Linked DNA regions of Callithrix jacchus: region 2 is linked to region 1. The links are chromatin contacts, called in public Hi-C maps. All regions are on one chromosome and are shown on one strand. Each heading gives the region's core, a stretch centred on a gene start, on an enhancer-like site or on the middle of the called end of the contact. The rest is flanking DNA. Distances are from core to core; before and after follow the strand shown. Region 1 has its middle 190 kb from the start of JMJD1C. Region 2 overlaps JMJD1C (jumonji domain containing 1C).

Evidence for each region. A called contact is a pair of places that touch in the nucleus more often than the background predicts.
Region 2: a Hi-C map of skeletal muscle shows a contact between it and region 1, with 3 times the contacts expected there. The contact joins two enhancer-like sites. A contact is called at or near these places in 2 of 3 Hi-C or Micro-C datasets (both in skeletal muscle).

What each region holds. Positions count from the first base shown.
Region 1 is chr12:66,750,479-66,755,699 of calJac240_pri, forward strand. No RefSeq gene overlaps it. Among named protein-coding and RNA genes, the nearest start is that of JMJD1C, 190 kb to the right of the region's middle. Within about 2 kb of position 1,778, at least 10 of the 16 cell types and tissues checked have an H3K27ac peak or open chromatin away from gene starts, as enhancers often do. A contact at or near this core is called in skeletal muscle, where this site is marked.
Region 2 is chr12:67,280,566-67,285,573 of calJac240_pri, forward strand. It overlaps JMJD1C (jumonji domain containing 1C), which reads left to right. Exons shown (of 28, transcript XM_078345831.1): 11 at 1,746-1,918; 12 at 2,182-4,388. Among named protein-coding and RNA genes, the nearest start is that of NRBF2, 79 kb to the right of the region's middle. Within about 2 kb of position 3,101, at least 5 of the 16 cell types and tissues checked have an H3K27ac peak or open chromatin away from gene starts, as enhancers often do. A contact at or near this core is called in skeletal muscle, where this site is marked.

The DNA.
Region 1 (5,221 bases), core at 528-3,027:
GTTTTTATTAATTCATTGCCAATATTTAAAAGCTTAGCACTTTCACACCATAAAAAGGAACTGGGTCAGGCATGATGGTGCATGCCTATAATCCCAGCACTCAGGGAGGCTGAGGTAGGTGGATTACTTGAAGTCGAGATTTCGAGACCAGCTGCCTAACATGGTAAAACCCCATCTCTACCAAAAATACAAAAAGGTAGCCAGGCATGGTGGCACATGCCTGTCATCCCAGTTACTCAGGAGGCTGAGGCAGGAGAATAGCTTGAACCCAGGAGGCGGAGGTTGCAGTGAGTCGAGATCTCACCCGTGCACTCCAGCCTGGGAGAAAGAGTGAGACTCCATTCCAAAAACAAACAAACAAACAAAAAAACCATGAAGAACTGTCCTAGTAACCCACATTCCCAGTGGCAACAACTGACCTGAGTCACTTGGGTAGAAGATGCCCCCTTTTAGGGAAGACTCTTTCCAGTGTGCCACAGTCTCCACCATTCTCTTAGACTTCCTAAAACTGAGATACAAGGTCAGTTGCCACTGACCATGTTCTACTGCCTCCCTGTCTTATAATGTGACTGACTGCTTGGCCTATAAAGTATATGGGAAAAGGAGCCAGGACCTTCCAGTCACCCTAGGAATGGTGAGGATGCATTACTGACAGATGAGGTTTAGGATATTTGCTGGAAAAGCATGCAGCTGAGTTTGGAGATAACTTGGAAGATTGAATATGGAAAAGACTCTCAAAGATCATCCCATTCAAACTCTTCATTGTATAGAAGAGGAAGCTGAGGTCCCAGATGCTGAGTGACTTGTATCACATCACACAGTGAATTTACAGAAAATCCCAGCGGAAAGCCCAGGTCTCTTAACTGCTGGCTGCTATCACTGTAATAACAGAAAAGGGAAAAAGAAACAACCACAGAGAAAGGAAGGAGAGTAGGGACACACTCTCCCTTCCCCCTCTCCCAAGCTGTGGCAGGCAGCCAACTGGGGGGCTTTCTGCATATTTAATTTAAACCTTTGTCTGCCCTGGCAAGGACAAAGTACAATCTGTTTTATGTAAAAAGTCTTCCCTGAGGAAAGCCTCAGCCTCCAGCTGCGAAACTGATTGATGTTCTGCAAGTCCCCAGGAACCTCTGCTGGGATCCGAAGTTGCGGTTTCCAAAAAAAGAGTCTGAAAAGGAAGTGCTGAAAACAACAACAAAAAAAATTTCCTTTATTGTGTTTCTCTCAACCTGGGAGAATTAGACTAAAACAAGGAGGGGGGTGTTGGGACATGCAAATAAAGACTGTATTTTAAAAGCAGATTTCAGAGTCCCAGATGGGAGGGGTTTGGGATGGCAAGCTGCTGCCGGAGGGAGACTGGAGCCTTGTCTAGAAGCTTTATTTGCATAGCAAGCACTTTGCTTTTACTTAGATTGCCTGTTCCAATCAATAAAGCTACTAAAGTGTTCTGAAGATGCTTTATCCGCACTTGAGGAAAGACTGCAAGCATCAATATCCAACAGTGTCACTAGTGATGCTTTATTTGGAATGTTTGGGAAATGTTCAAACAGAGATTAAAATCCATCTTATTTTGTGGGTTTCCTGACACCCTGTTTTGGAGAACCAGATCTGGGGTGGCATTTCTTGCAAAACCAAAGCCAGTTTTGAAATCCAGTCTCAGAGAGTCATCTCTGAATGTTTCTGGATTGGTTAGGCCCGGGGGATCGCCTGCCAGATTTCTGCTGTTTTCTATGACTTCTACATCAACATGAGGCCCTATGCATGGACAACAACACTGAAGTGCAGGATACCCAAAAAGGGTAAAACCACTACAAAAGTTCTAAGGATGATGGAAGTTTAACCCTGGAGGAGTGGTCCTTCCTGCTGGTTGCTGGCCTTGCCTGGGGCAGCCTGTGTATCAGGCTGGAAGGAGGGCATGGGTGACAGTGTAAAGTTCTGCCTTTGCCTTCTGGCTCAGCAGCCAAACTTCAGTGTGGAGCCAGAACAAAGCTATTGCCAGGTCAGGGCTAAGGAGCTCGAGCCTGTCTTGGGGTGGAGCCAGGACCCAGAAACCATTGCCATGAGCCACCAGCTGGCTCTGATCCCAGGAACATGTGCAGCTGCTGCACAGGCCAGACTAGTCCTGCAGACTGTCACTGTGCCAACCCCTCCATTAGGCCTCCCAGTCTCTGCTCTCACCAGACTCACACCCAATGCCCCGTGTGTACTTTGGCATCTGCCTGCCTGTAGGTGTTCTGGGATGACTGAATAAATCTTCAGAAAAGCCATGTGACCTGCTGGTTCTTATCTTTCTGGACATCACAACTTTGTTCTAAAACTCTGTAGAGGTCAAAGTATATAGATGCAAATCTCTGAAGTTCCTTGGTCTGATGAAAATGAAGGAATAAACAATTTCCCTTAACTCTGTGTGGTCCAATTTAAGTGCCTTTACTCACAAGAAAAACAGGCACCAAGGTGGTGGAAACAACTCCCTCCCCACATGTCCTGATGGCAGGGGCAAACCCCATGAATGGCCACATTCACAGCTGTTTCTAGAAGTACTTAGTGGTATCATGGGCATTAAGCTTCAGCAATAAAGTTAACAGCAATACAATCATACTGGAGAAAGGTCAACAGGAGGAAAACCTTTCTTTAAAATATTATGCTGTTCTTTTTACAAACTAGGTCATCTTCTATATCAGTAGCTATTCCTCAAGGCAGTGGGTCCCAATGACCCTTTGAGAACTTATTCTAAAAAATCGGTTGCTTCTTACCCCAATTTTCTTTCTTCCCAAATTTGTCAGGCCCTCTTCAACCTGGATACAAATTCCAGCACTTTGACAAGCTGTACCTAGTCCTCTGTAGATTCTCTTATCACCAAGGCAAGGCCTGTACAACTGCTCAATAAGCCTTGGCCTTAAGGCATGTTCCCTAATACAGAATAAAGGGCAGGACGCCACAGTGCAGCCAGCAGGCTCAGTCCCATGGAGAGCAGCCCAGTAGGGCTTAAGCTGGAAAGACAAGTAAGACAAGGTCTCTGTGCTCGGGGAAACTGGTAATCTAGGGGAGGCCATGGATGTGTTGCTTAACAAGGTGATAAATGCATGCTAGCAGTGTGAACCAAGTGCCATTGGAACTCCAGCAATGATTAATTATGCAGGGTATCGGGATTAAAGATCTGGGAATGTTTCCCAGAGAGAGTAACAGTTGAGCTGAAACATAGAGGATGAGCAGGCTTTGATGATGACAAAATTTGGGGGCCAGAGTGCTCAGCAAGATACATTTCAGGAAGATGTATGGTGCAAAAGTCTTCCAGACACGGCCGGGCGCGGTGGCTCAAGCCTGTAATCCCAGCACTTTGGGAGGCCGAGGCAGGTGGATCACAAGGTCAACAGATCGAGACCATCCTGGTCAACATGGTGAAACCCCATCTCTACTAAAAATACAAAAAATTAGCTGGGCATGGTGGCGTGTGCCTGTAGTCCCAGCTCTTCAGGAGGCTGAGGCAGGAGAATTGCCTGAACCCAGGAGGCGGAGGTTGCATTGAGCTGAGATCGCGCAATTGCACTCCAGCCTGGGTAACAAGAGCGAAACTCTGTCTCAAAAAAAAAAAAAAAAAAGGCTTCCAGACACTGACAGGTTTTGTTACATGAAATGCTTGGAGCATAGCAGCTCATCCAGGATAGTTGGAGTTTACAGTATAATGTGGAAGGTGACACAAAAAGACTAAATAGTGGGGTTGGGCCAGATGGTGACTCTCAGAAGCAACTCCTTGGACTTTATCCTGAAGGCAGTGGTAAAGCAGATGAAGGATTTTAAGTAACTGGCTGTGTTAAGGGTTTAGTTTGGTGCATGACAAGCAAACTTGTCTAAAAGTGACTCTGGGAGGTCACTTGGGGTGGCTTGGATAAGCCAACTGGAACAGGGGCTTCCCCCCTTCTCCCAGTGGGATGGGCTGCCCTAAATTCAGCTTCCCACAGAGCTGGCAGTTTCTTTCCCACCCTACCCATATGAGCTCTCACTCCCCCCAGGTCTCTAATCTCCAGAACTGGAAAGCTGGCTTTCCCAGACAACCTCTCGGAACATCTAACACCTAACTCAGACTGCCTAGTGCCAGTATCTATTTGCACCCCCACTGATAAGTTGTGCTGACACTCTTTCCACATGGAAAGTAACAAGGAGGTAGAGTCCTTCCTCTGGAACATAACTTGACATATTCCAAAAGATTCATTTTCTTGGATTCATGAAAGGCTTGGAGACTGTAGATGACTTTTCTTCCTGCTGATGCTTGCTTTGTATGTTTCTACAATAAAGCCTGCTTCTAAATTTCTCCCAAGGGGTGTTGTGGAATGCCCTCTGATCCCAGTGTTTTTGACCACAGTGACCTATGAAGGCACCCACACTGTACCAAAGTGGAATGGCCTAGGAATAGAATAAGGCATTTCCCCGTTGTTGATTAAGACTCTGTGTTATAACAGAAAATCCAACAAAAACTGGCTTTAAAACTGAAGGGAATTTATTATTTCACATAATTGTTAGAGCGTGCATAGAATGGTTAATCCAATTCTTTTTGTTGTTGTTTTTTGTTTGAGATAGAGTCTCGCTTTGTTGCCAGGCTGGCATGCAATGGCACGATCTCAGCTCACTGCAACCTTCACCTCTCAGGTTTAAGCAATTTTCCTGCCTCAGCCTCCAGAGTAGCTGGGACTACAGGTGCATGCCCTCACACCTGGCTAATTCTGTGTATTTTTAGTAGAGACGGAGTTTCACAGTGTTAGCCAGGATGGTCTCGATCTCCTGACCTCCTGATCTGCCTGCCTCAGCCTCCCAAAGTGCTGAGCCACTGTGCCTGGGCAATCCAATGTTTTAATGATGCTACCATCCTCTACCTTCACTAGTGTCAGCTTTTTTCTTTTTTTTTTTTGAGACAAAGTTTCACTCCTGTTGCCCAGGCTGAAGTGCAGTGGTACAATCCCAGCTCACTGCAACCTCTGCATCCTGGGTTCAAGCAATTTGGCCCCAGCCTCCCAAGTAGCTGGGATTACAGACGTGTGCCACCATGCCTGGTTAATTTATTTATTTTTATTTTTTATTTTTAGTAGAGACAAGGTTTTGCCACGTCAGCCAGGCTGGTCTCGAACTCCTGACCTTAGGTGTTCTGCCTGCCTTGGCCTCCCAAAGTATTGAGATTATAGGCATGAGTCACCACGCCCAGCATGTCAGTTTATTTTTATTTTAATTT
Region 2 (5,008 bases), core at 1,851-4,350, 530 kb after region 1:
GAATTGTGCTTCCATTGATCACAAGCTTCCCATTACCATTTTAGAGGTTTCCATTGTTCTTTTGGTAGATTAGAATCATACTAGAACCTGTACGTTACATACTCAAACTCAGTGAAGAATCACTGATCACTATATTATCCTCTTTACCAGAATAGAAAGTAGGCCTGGTGGCCCAAGTGCGCTTACATTTTTCATTCAAGGTTTCTATTTTTATTATTGCACTCACATTTTTATTCTGACCCTTCACTCTCATGACATTAATGTAGCTGCAGCTGCACAAAGATAGGCTAGCTAGAGGAACACAGGGGAGCCAAGAGCTGGCTAACAGATTTGTGTCTTTTTCCTTAACATCCAAACTCTGGAAAACAGATTTAAGTAACTTAAAAATGACTTGGAAGGGAGCATTACTCAGTATATGTCACATGTATTATATGGACTTAGACCGTGACTGTCTAGCCTCTGCATTTATAAGTAAATAAAATATTTTATTAACTGGTCAAAAATGTGTTCACCTAAAAACAAGCCTATCAGATTTCCATTTATTATATAAAATCATAAAGGAGTAAATTTGAATAACATTTTGAGTAAAAAATAAAAATCTCCTCCCCCCCCACTATTGTTACCAAAAGTGAAGAAACAATACAAGCATAAGACACTATTATTAAGAAATAATTTTGAATGCTATTTTATAGCACAAAATGTTATCACTGCTGTAATTGATTGCTGTTAATGATTTCTGGGTCTTGTAGAACTGAGGCTGTTTGAGACACATATTTGATCTGTATGTGTATATTTATGTATTTTTCTCTTGTATGGGGTTTATGGCTATAGTGTATGTTTTTAATTTCATAGCAGTATATTTTTTGTGTGATATATTGCTTTTGCATTAGTTTGGGAATTAAAATGTATTTCCTTGTTAGGGAATAAATTAGAGAAAATACAAAGGAGGTTGTATTTTCCTGCTATTTGACTGTCATCCTATTAACAAACTCATAAAACATGTTCTGGAAGAATGTCAGTGAGTCACAGTATAGAAACAATCCGTAAGCATGTAATCAGCTAACTGTATGTCTCAGTGTAGAGGTTGCTGTCATCTTATATTCATTTATGAGACAGGCAGCGTATTGATGTATAAAATTAACTTTGTTAGACCTCTACATCTCCAAGTTTAATGGTCCAACCATGTTTATAGCTTAGAGTGAAATGAGGAGTGCTTTTGGGTTTTTAAATGTAATTATCTGCCAATTGTCAATGCATTGTTACTTTGGAAAAGTTAATTATTTTTTATGACAAAAACTGACAAATGAATTTGATTATAATTTCTATTTCTGTGAAATGTATTTTAGTACTAATTGTTTTTTGCTATTAGCAACATATTCTTTTGCTGTTAGGATCTTAGAAAATCATAAAAGCTAGGTTCTGTATATGGCATTTATAGTAAGTTAAAGGCACTGATTTTAAGATCTGTTTTTAGTAAGATGACAATAAATTATTCTCTAATACTGATTACTTTTCTATAGGATATGGAAAAATCTATATAATTATGTTACTCATCTGAATATTTCTCATAAGATGTATTTAGAAAAAGTTACAGTTTCCCAAATAAACTGCTATTTTAATGAACTAATAAACCATTGAGATCATACCCACTAATAAACCATTAAGATCATACCCAGTTCTACTGTGACACAATGTTTAGCTTTTTCTAGTAACTGAAGTCTAGGTTGTTGTTGTTTTTTTAATAGAATTCTCCCAGTCCTTGGCTACATCAGCCCACCCCTGTGACCTCAGCAGATGGTATTGGATTACTTAGTCACATTCCTGTCAGACCTTCCAGTGCAGAGCCTCATCGGCCTCTTAAAATTACAGCCCATTCCAGTCCACCATTGACAAAAACTTTAGCAGATCATCATAAGGAGTAAGTTCACTAATGCTTAAAAATAATGAATACCTTGTTTTTCATAATTTTTCTTAATTCACATTTTAAACAGTTAATTTTAAGTTAACACATATCTTAAGATTAGGCTTTCTTCTGTTTTGATATTTCTTCAAATGTATTATAATATTGAGTACATGCAAAGTTGTTTTTTACTTTCATAATAGAATGATACTGCATAGAAGCTATCTTTTTATTTTTCAATAAAAAGTGGTTACAGAAATCTTTGTGTATTTTCTTTACAGAGAATTGGAAAGGAAAGCTTTTATGGAACCACTACGGTCTGTTGCATCCACATCAACAAAAAATGACCTGGATCTAAATCGGGCACAGACTGGAAAAGATTGTCACTTACATAGGCATTTTGTGGATCCAGTATTAAATCAATTACAGAGGCCACCCCAGGAGACTGGAGAGAGATTAAACAAATACAAAGAGGAACACCGTCGAATTCTTCAAGAAAGTATTGATGTTGCTCCCTTTACAACTAAAATCAAGGGACTTGAGGGTGAAAGAGAGAATTATTCCAGAGTGGCATCATCATCTTCCAGTCCTAAAAGCCATGTCATCAAACAAGATACAGATGTAGAACGCTCAGTATCAGATCTTTATAAAATGAAGCACTCAGTGCCTCAGAGTTTACCCCAAAGTAACTATTTCACTACATTGTCTAATAGTGTGGTCAATGAACCACCAAGATCATACCCATCCAAAGAAGTTTCAAATATTTACAGTGATAAACAGAGTAATGCCCTTGCAGTGGCAGCAGCTAATCCTCAAACTCTGACTTCATTTATAACATCTCTTTCAAAGCCTCCACCTTTGATTAAACACCAACCAGAAAGTGAAGGTTTAGTAGGCAAGATACCGGAGCATCTTCCACATCAGATTGCATCTCACTCAGTAACAGCCTTCAGAAATGATTGTAGGAGTCCTACCCATTTGACAGTTTCTTCTACAAATACACTCCGCAGTATGCCTGCATTACATAGAGCACCAGTATTTCACCCACCAATCCATCACAGCCTGGAAAGAAAGGAAGGTAGCTATAGTAGCCTTTCCCCTCCAACTTTAACTCCAGTGATGCCAGTAAATGCTGGTGGGAAAGTTCAAGAATCGCAGAAGCCTCCAACTCTAATACCCGAGCCAAAAGACTCTCAGGCAAATTTTAAGAGTTCTTCAGAACAGAGTTTGACAGAGATGTGGAAACCTAATAATAACCTCAGCAAAGAGAAAACCGAATGGCATGTGGAGAAAAGCAGCGGAAAGTTACAGGCTGCAATGGCATCTGTCATTGTGCGTCCATCTTCTAGTACAAAAACAGATAGCATGCCAGCAGTGCAGTTAGCTTCTAAAGATCGAGTTAGTGAAAGATCTTCAGCTGGGGCACATAAAACAGATTGCCTCAAACCAGCAGAAGCTGGAGAAACTGGAAGAATCATTTTGCCAAATGTGAATTCAGACAGTGTTCACACAAAATCTGAAAAAAACTTTCAGGCTGTCTCACAGGGCAGTGTTCCCAGTTCAGTCATGTCTGCTGTAAATACAATGTGTAATACCAAAACGGATGTCATCACATCTGTTGCCGCTACTACCAGTGTTTCCAGCTGGGGTGGTTCAGAAGTAACTTCATCTCTATCAAATACCATTTTGGCCCCTACATCATCAGAATGTACATCTTCAAAAAGTATCAGTCAGCCAGTGGCTCAAACACAAGAATGCAAGGTCAGCACCACAGCTCCAGTTATATTAGCCAGTAGTAAGACAGGAAGTGTTGTTCAGCCCAGTTCTGGGTTCTCAGGCACAACTGATTTTATCCATTTGAAAAAGCACAAGGCAGCACTGGCTGCAGCTCAGTATAAAAGTAGTAATGTTAGTGAGACTGAATCTAATGCTATAAAATATCAGACATCTTCAGCCTCCCTTCCTCTGGATAGCACTGTAATCTGTAGTACAATTAACAAAGCAAACTCTGTAGGAAATGGGCAAGCTTCCCAGACAAGTCAACCAAACTACCATACTAAACTGAAAAAGGCCTGGCTCACCAGACATTCAGAAGAAGATAAAAATACTAATAAAATGGAAAATTCAGGGAATTCTGTATCAGAAATTATTAAGCCATGTTCTGTCAACTTAATAGCCTCTACATCTGGTGATATACAAAATAGTGTAGATAGTAAGATCATAGTTGATAAATATATAAAAGATGATAAAGTCAATAGGAGGAAAGCCAAAAGAACTTATGAATCTGGCTCTGAAAGTGGAGACTCAGATGAAAGCGAAAGCAAGTCAGAGCAAAGGACTAAAAGGCAACCAAAGCCAACTTACAAAAAGAAGCAAAATGATTTGCAGAAGAGAAAAACTGAAATAGAAGAAGATTTGAAACCCAATGGAGTTCTAAGCAGGAGTGCCAAAGAAAAAAGTAAATTGAAGTTGCAAAGCAACAGTACTAGTAAGTCATTTACTTTCTTTTGTCTCAGGTAAAATGGGCTGAATGTTTTAGCTGTATTAGTGTGCTTCTTTAAAGATTAGTGAGCTTAGGCTGGGCCCAGTGGCTCACACCTGTAATCCCAGCACTTTGGGGGGCCAAGGCGGGCAGATCATGAGGTCAAGAGATTGAGACCATCCTGGCCAACATGGTGAAACCCCGTCTCTACTAAAAATACAAAAATTAGGTGGGTGTGATGGCGTGTGCCTGTAGTCCCAGCTATTTGGGAGGCTGAGGCAGGAGAATTGCTTGAACCCTGGAGGTGGAGGTTGCAGTGAGCTGAGATTGGGCCGCTACACTCCAGTCTGGCGTCTGGTGATGGAGCAAAACTGTCTCAAAAAAAAAAAAAAGAAAAAATTAGTGAGCTTAAGGGCATCCTTTGTCTTCACTGCATGCCTTAACTTTATGTATATGCTTATTGATCTCATTTGTACATTTCACAAGTGAGTACCCTTTAAGAGGAAATGAGAGAACACATATTCCTTCATTGTTAAAAGACTTGTAGAAATATATGTTTTATGTGACAGTCATTGCAGGTAATTTGTGTAACCCAATGTGTAATTTAGTAGTTACTTGTAATTTTG